Regions from separate parts of the Mus musculus genome. Here region 2 is linked to region 1. The links are chromatin contacts, called in public Hi-C maps. All regions are on one chromosome and are shown on one strand. Each heading gives the region's core, a stretch centred on a gene start, on an enhancer-like site or on the middle of the called end of the contact. The rest is flanking DNA. Distances are from core to core; before and after follow the strand shown. Region 1 holds the start of Mid1 (midline 1). Region 2 overlaps Mid1 (midline 1).

Evidence for each region. A called contact is a pair of places that touch in the nucleus more often than the background predicts.
Region 2: a Hi-C map of pancreatic cancer cells shows a contact between it and region 1, with 1.7 times the contacts expected there. The contact joins the enhancer-like site here to the promoter of Mid1 in region 1. A contact is called at or near these places in 1 of 15 datasets of contacts at CTCF or cohesin (the NIH/3T3 cell line), 23 of 484 Hi-C or Micro-C datasets (the AML12 cell line, the HL-1 cell line, brain and 12 more), 6 of 115 datasets of contacts at active chromatin or transcription factors (embryonic brain, embryonic fibroblasts, embryonic stem cells and 1 more) and 4 of 9 other capture datasets (adipose tissue, liver, macrophages and 1 more).

Annotation. Positions count from the first base shown.
Region 1 is chrX:169,877,636-169,881,812 of GRCm38.p6, reverse strand. Mid1 (midline 1) reads right to left here and starts at 2,194. Exons shown (of 10, transcript NM_001290505.1): 1 at 1,904-2,194.
Region 2 is chrX:169,935,748-169,939,651 of GRCm38.p6, reverse strand. All of the region lies in intron 2 of Mid1 (midline 1), which reads right to left. Among named protein-coding and RNA genes, the nearest start is that of G530011O06Rik, 41 kb to the left of the region's middle. Within about 2 kb of position 2,356, at least 18 of the 459 cell types and tissues checked have an H3K27ac peak or open chromatin away from gene starts, as enhancers often do. A contact at or near this core is called in the NIH/3T3 cell line, pancreatic cancer cells and uterus, where this site is marked.

The DNA.
Region 1 (4,177 bases), core at 945-3,444:
TTTCTTGTATGAACAATGATCGCTACTCTTGCATCTCCTCCCCCAGTCCCTCCCTCTTTTCAACTACCCAATAGGCGAAAGAACAATGTTATATATGTATCCAGAGATGTGGGATGAAAAGATGGTCATTCATTAAATAACTAAGGAGTTACTACATGCCTACTTGTACAGTTAAAACTTCAACACTGGGCTGTTTGCCAACTTCATACAAATGCCACAGTTCCACATGGGAAAAATCATCCCAAGCTCTGGACAAGCCTGCCTGAGGCATCAGACAGAGGGAGTGTCACCCCATTCCAGAGGAACTGTGTGGGCACAAAGATTCTAAAAATTGAGTTCACACATCACCGAGGACAAGACAGGTGGCTTCACACAGCATCAAATAACTTCTTTGTTCCGGCTTAGGACCTTTGTGAAAAATAGTATTGTGTACCTATTCTCTTTCTTGCTCCTATCCAGCAAGCCTCCTTGCCCCTTTTGTCTATCTCATGTGCTTGCTAGAAATTCAAAGAATGAGGCTGCTCTATAAGATCGCAAAACTTCGAGAAAGCCAGCCTCTGCACCACTCTCCAGCTAGGCAGATGCAATTTGCTGAAAGCACACACACAGTCTTTCATGTGCTTTTTTCTGTACTCCTGCAATTTCCCAAGCTCGTCCAGAAGAGCAAGTTAGCGAATAAGAAATGTGAGGGCCTTTGCTCCTGACCTTTCATGCAGGGCCTCTGCTTTACCTCTGCGGCAGTGAAACGGAAAGTCGTAAACCCCTTGGCCCAACCACTCATGGGAAGGTTTACTTTCGCCTAAAGTGAACACTTTGGGGTGGGGCACACCCAACTCAACTGGAAGAAAAAAGAGAAGAGGTTTTCCGGTGACAAAACAGATGCTCAGTTTCCCACCCGGAGTTACTCCGCTCTGGCAAGAGTAACTAGCATTCCTCCCCGGGAGTCTCTGTCCTTCCCAGTCACTGAAAGGCTTTTACTTTTGTCTTTCCCTTGTGAGTATCGATCTCGGCAATAAAACATTGACGTAAGATTTTTTTTTCCAACTGTGATAGAGTTGTAAATTACACCCTCTTCTAGGCTTTGTAATCCAGTCTTTCCTTTTCTCTTTTTCCTCAACGGCAAAGCTATAAACCTCATAAACTTCTACCTAAGTTGATAAGGAATTGTATCCCTATGCCCTAGAGCGACGGAAGAAGCTGCTGGCTTGGAATTCTTCACAGAGACACACTCAAGACCGGTCTCCCTTCAGTACTTCCGGGACTGTGTTCTTACGTCCAGCAGCAACACAAAATACAACTCCTAAAGTGCTAGAACGGTTTTTAAAAAAGTCTGTAACACCCCCCTCCCCCCTCCCCGCGCCTGCCTCCGCTGGAAGTGCAGCTTGTTCCATCCAGACTGCTTTCGCCTTCTCAGCCTCGGACACACAGTAAAGTGCTCAAAACGTGAAAGCAAAATAAGATAAGAGTCCCAGCGTGCTTCTTTGTCAGACTGTGCAGTTGTCTTTATTCTAACCTGAAGCATAATAGGGTAGAGGCTAAAAGCTTGAGATGAATCCAGCACAATACATTCCAGAGGCCCGCAAACTGGAATTGATTTGCATATTCCACAAACCGCTCTGAACCTTTTACAAAGACTGCCTGACATCAGCAACCACTCTTAGAAGCAAAAGCTGGCGCGGGTAGGTAGTAAGGACGAGGCAGTGGGGTGCCGGCAGGTGATGTGCTTTCTAAGGTAGCCTTAGGAAGAGAAGGCAGTCCCCTCCTTCCACCTAATGGATCTGCTGGAACGCTGCGTTTGATCACTCCGCCCGCTCTGGGAGTAACAGGTCGCAGGGGCCCCAAGCTAAAGCCCTCCTTCTGTGGCTGGCGCCAGCACAGCTACAATCACAACCCCCAAGCTTACCTGCCTCATGTTTAGAATTCCATGACCCATCCGGCAGGGAGCAAGCTGCTCGGAAGCGCACCCGCAGGCTTCCAAGCGCAGACACCAAAGCCGGCAGAAAAGCCCACAAGACAAAAGCAACTCGGTCGAATCCACAGGCAGCAAAGAGCACGTTTTTCGTCCCCCTCCCTTTTTATTCTTTGATCTGCTTCTAGACGCTCTCTACCCAAGACAATGTCAAGTTTCTCAACCTTTCCTTTTCCAGCCTATGAAAAGTCGGGCGCAGGCTAGCGAGGACCGCCTGGCTCTTATTTCAAATCAGTTCACAGGGACGTCGTAGGCGGCGGGCTCCGGTCGCGGAGAGCCTCGCCAATCAGGAGCAGTGGGTGGACCTGGGTGCAGGAGAGGCTGCCTTTACCAGGATTAGGGCAGCTTTCAGGAGTCAAATGACTGGAAGCAGCTGGATGTTGTGTCAGAGCTCCCCAAAGTAAAGGATGAGTTCTATTCTTGTCTAACAGACTGCATCTGCTCAAAGCTTAACTAGCTCCGGGCCTTAAACCCTTGCACTTTAAGAGCCCCTTAAAAGCATTAAAGCATTTTAAAGGTGAAGAATGATTTCAGCGAGAAAACCTCAACCCTCAGGACCCAAAGATATTTTTTAAAGTGTATCTTGTTCTAGATACCTAGTTTTGTAAAAACAGTGAAGGGAAAAACCACACTGCTGTAAGTATCACTCTAACTGAAATAAGCAACCAAGACAGTTACCCACCTCGTCTTCACATAAACTCTATATCCAACCTAAAGAAGCAAATGTTAATGGGACTGAGCACACAAACATTTTGAAATACAGGACTTGAGGAAGAATCTTCATCGATGGTGACTGAAAGCACAATTTCAGATAAAACATCTCCTAATTAGAACAATGAATACAGAAATTTAGTTAATGAAACTTCTTTTTACATAAGTGTATGTACCTCTTTGAGTGTTTGAGTTTATCAGTGCTAAACTGGTAAGCTCACTAATTTATATATATATACAAAAAATATATATATACAATATATATATATTCCCAAACAAGTGCTCACAGTTTGAGGATAATCCAATATATATATTAAGTTTTTGCAGTATTAGTAAATAATAACAGATAAAATAATGATTTAGTGGTTTCAGGAGTGCTGGAGGTGTGGTTCAATATGTGTGAGCTTGGCTGAGTTCTCTGAGATTTTGGCAGCAGGGCACCAGCACCTGGGAGTCCATAGCTCTGCCTCAGCTCCCCACTGAGAAGTTTTAGAGTCCCCCTAATCACACCAGCTGCCCTCAATCCATTTATTTGTTCTTCAGAGTCATTCACTATGGCCTAGACCCAAGCTTGTTTAGCCTTTTCACATGGTGATACCTTACTAAAACAAATCACACACACACACACACACACACACAAAACACACAGATACACACAACACACACACTGAGAGAGAGAGAGAGAGAGAGAGAGAGAGAGAGAGTCCTAATGTTTTAAATACATTTATAATGTTGTGTTGCACAGTATTCACAGTCATCCTTAGCCACATGCATCCTTAGGGTCATGGGTTAGGTTGAACAAGGTTGGGTAGATGAAGGCTTCTAAACTTTGAAATTACTAGCATTTGCAGACAAATAATTCCTCACCATGGACCTAGCTGTTCAGTGTGTTGTCAAATATTTAGCAACATCAGGACCTTTGCCCACTAGATGATCATAACTGATTAATATAATATAAAGATATCACTGGATGTCTTCTAGGGATCAAAACCAATGTTTGTTAAAACCAATTCTAGTTAAACATGTGAGAATGCTCATGCCCCTGGTCTAAGAGAAACTGATTGGGTTGGTATACCAATGATGCTGGGAATCCATACTTTATCCCAGTGCCAACGGGCTCTGATTCACTTTGAGGAAAGTCTGCATCTACCACTGCCCTAGATATATCTTAGCTCAGGATGCACTTGATGTTGGATGACTATGTTTAGATAGGGGGAAAACAGGAAGCAATCTGGATCTAGAAAGAAAATAGGCCCAAGTATGGAGAAACTTTTAGGTAAGAAACACCCAACTAATCACTCGTCAGGATTTGAAATAAATTAAGCTTAATGTTTCATCACTTGGAAATTAAGCATTAAAATACTTCAACTTATTTCCCTTCATTTTTTTTAACATTTGTTTAGTGTGTGTGCCTCCTGAATGCAAAATTACATATGTATGCTGCAATCCTGGGCTTCAAGTTTAATTATAGCTTACAACTTAATAATTCTATGCATT
Region 2 (3,904 bases), core at 1,107-3,606, 58 kb before region 1:
TTTTCCTTTTATACATTTTTGTCTTTGGTATTGGGAATGGAAGCCAGAATCTTGTATGTGCCAAGAAAGAGCTCTAACATTGAGCTAAATACTCCCATTCAAAGGGACATTCGTGAAAGACATATTTAGGAGGCAATTTGTAGATTTAGAAAGGAACACCAAGGTCTGAAAAGAATTATTTTAACTGTTTATATATTTGAAATATAAGAAAATGGCTGGCAAGCTGTGGTTTTCTTTTTTATCTGATGGGCAAATTCGGCCAACACAATAGAGACTGTAATCTTTTGAAATTATTACAGCCTTTTCCACTTGTTACTACAAATATTCGTTGCTGATAAAATACCTTATAGGGTTTTTTAGTGTTCCAGTTGTTGAAAAATGAACAATCAGATATAAAATAACTGTAACATATATGCATTGGACTTGAGAAATTGAAAAATATTTGGAAAGGGAAGACTTGGGCTTAGGAATGTTTATAAAATATTAGGCAAATATAGATCATTGTGCAGGGGTGACAAAGAGCTGAGGGAATGGTGAAGATAAGAGAATTGTGCTAAACTATAATGTTCCATCGTGAACCTTGCTTTGCTCTTTTAACAATAATCAAGAGTTACTACAGGAAAAGGCAGAAGAATTTGTATAGAAATTACTCACTTTTATTTTCATAAAATATATGGTCCAGCTTTTTAATAATCAATTTTTTTGTCTGTAGAATTATAGAAAAAAAGCTTAAAATCTGCAGTAAGCAAGGAAAGATACAAGCATTCAGAAAACACCAATCAGAACTGAAAGGTGATGTATGTATGTATCTTTTGTTCAATAATTCCCTGGGTCAAGCATTTGAGGGTAGAATTTTCAATTATTTCCTATGCTTTACAGATGAGAAAAGTAGGCTTAGAGAGGATCAGGTTTTTTTAGTCCTTAAATCTACAGAACTCTAAAATGGGAAGATCAAGGTATATGTTTAAAATCAGAATTCCTTTTGCTTCAAAGCTGACAAACCATAATATGCATTGGAACAAGATCTCCTCCATGGCTTCCTGTGTGTATCTGTGCACTGGAGTTACTAGAGTATGCCATCAAACCTGGCTTTTTTTCCTGCAAACATATGTTGTAGGGTCAAACTCATGTTTGCATTGCAAACTCTGTATTAAGTGAGATATCTCCCAGCCTCTAAATTCACATTCATAGGGAAGGCAAATAATCATATCGCAAATGATAAAATGAATTTAGGGCTCATTAGATCCATTCATTGATATAATATTTAGGTATGAAAGATCTGCTGAGTATTCCATATTTCTCTATGCATATAAAATGATTCCATAGAGAGTTACATGTTTGGACCCGTATTTTTATTTCTTTATATTACTATAGAATATAGACCGTCTTCATTAATATTCACCACAGAAAAGGGGATTCTTTGCTCTTTTTATGGACCATTGGTGATAAAAGAGGAGCAAAAATACTCTGTCTCTCTTTCTTTCCTCTTTGCTAAGTTTTATAATGTGCCAAATTTGGGTCATGGCTCTTTCTGCTTTAATAGTGCTAGTGATTAGTCAAGGCAAAGATTAGACTTCAAGGCCTGTATCCTTAAGCTTCAAGTTCTCTGGCTGTAGATAGTCATTCTTCCCACCCTGTGAGCCCGTGTGTGTGTGTGTGTGTGTGTATGTGTGTGTGTGTGTGTGTGTGTGTGTGTGTGTGTGTGTGTGTGTGTATTATGTGCATGCCTGGAATTGAGACTGAATCCAGATAGGTGTGCTGCCACTTAGCTATGCCCTAAGTCCTCATTAATATGCTCGGTAAATTTGCCATGGCCTTGTGCTTTACATTAAAATTGTTCCAATATGCTAAGCTGTTCCAATACACTAAGATACTAGATGTTGAGCAAGGCACTTGGACCTATATTCCCTCATTTCACACTCCCATGATCACTAACAGCCAAATAATATACTTTCCTTCCAAGGATCAAATAAATACTAGTTGAATGTGCTTTTCAAGCTGTCAGTCTGAAGAATTACAAATTCTTCTTCTTACTGCAAATGCCGGGCAATTGTGTGTTCTTGGTGTCAAACCGACAAACATTCTTGAGGCTTATCACAAACAGACTTAAAGCAGTTTCCTGAGAGACAGCTCAGCTTCTTTCTATTATCATCCTGCCCAGGCCTTTAAGCCTTTTTCTAGAGGTCTTGATGAATCCTCAGAAGAAAACAACTACAGCCACTACTTCACTTAAGGAGCTGATCAATGAGCAAGTCAGTGAGACCTTTGTTTGTTGAGGCCCTGTACAGGTCGGTTTGAACACTCTGGAACAAGAACACTTCCCTTTAACCTCTTCTTGCCTATGACTCATGGAGCTTCCAGAAGTAACTGACCATGCTCAGCCTGAAATGAACGCCTGCCCCTTTCACTCTTAGCTTGGAAATTGACACCAACAGAAAGCAACTAAGCTTTGTATGTTAAAGGAGACGGAAATATGAACTCTCTACTGGGTCAGGATATTTGTTCTAAAGCACAAGTTTATAAAAATCCCATAACAGAAAAAGCACACCCCATAACACACACACAGCTGGCCATATTAACACAATAGCACTTCCGTGAGTTCGTCTCTCATGTCTCTCTTCCTAGAGGTAGTCATCTTAAAGTAGGAATTACAGCAACTGCTTCAGAGCCCGGCTATTTATCTGACCTATTCCCCTCGTCAGGAAGGATACCAGGCCTCTAAGGAAAGCATGTGAGGAGACTGAGTGTTCAGCCAGTGAATAGCAGACCTTTAATAAAAAGGCATCTAGTCTGGATTTTGGCATGGCTAAGAGCACTCATACTGGGTCCTAACCTGCAATTCCAAAGAAAGGAATGTCAATGCCCTCTTTTGAGTATTTCTACAGAAACACAATTTCACTTCAGCTTCTAGAATTAGGCAATTTATATATATATCAACACCGAAGTCAGCAATCTTCAAGAATTACTCACACTGACAACTATTTATCAGATTGACCTTCTTGGAATTTTTTCCATAGTTCTTTTATGTACTCTTTTGCCATGTGATCTTTAGTTCTAGACCCTGGAAGCAGAGGTATATCTATGTTATTAATTTCTGCATTCCCAGAATTTACCCATTCTTATCTCATAGCAGCTACATAAGAATCCTTGGGTGAATGAGAAGGGTTTATTTTCATTAGTTAAAAAAGATATAATTTGACAAAGCAGATAAGGAAAAGAGCATTTGTAAAGGCACAGAGTGGTTGGTCTAATAACAATGTGGGTAAAACCCAATGTTTTCTTTATATTGCCAACAAAAAGCAAAGAGATGTAAGGGTGGTGGCAGATGATACTACTGCTGCTCTCTGCATTCTGCATGACTGTTACAAAAAGCCCATCCAGGGTCATGGGTGGTGCACAGAAGCCTCCTTTTTTGAGGTCTTTCACTCCAGGACTGTCTTCCCCTAGGTGACCAGCAATGAGAGTCTTCTGTTTTCCCACTGTAAGAACAAGAATAACAACCAACCAGACCCCTCCCCCCAGAGCTCCCAGGGATTAAACCACCAAACAAAGAGTGCACATGGAGACTCCAGCCGCATATGTATCAGAGGATGGCATTTTTGAGCATCAATGGGAAGAGAGGCCCTTGTTCCTGTGAAGGCTCAATGTCCCCTTCCCCCCCCCCGCCCCCCCCCCCCCCCCGTGCAGGGGAATGCAAGCAGGGTGGCAGAAGTGGGTGGGTGGTTTGGGGAGCACCATCATTCATAGAAGCATGGGGAGGGGATGGGATAGGGTGTTTCCAAGAGGGAAACCTGGAAAGGGGATAACATTTGAAATGTAAATTAAGAAAATACCCAATAAAAACAAGAAAACAGCTAAAGTGACAGAACCTACTGAGTTAGAACTGGTCTAAGCTCCCTGTTTA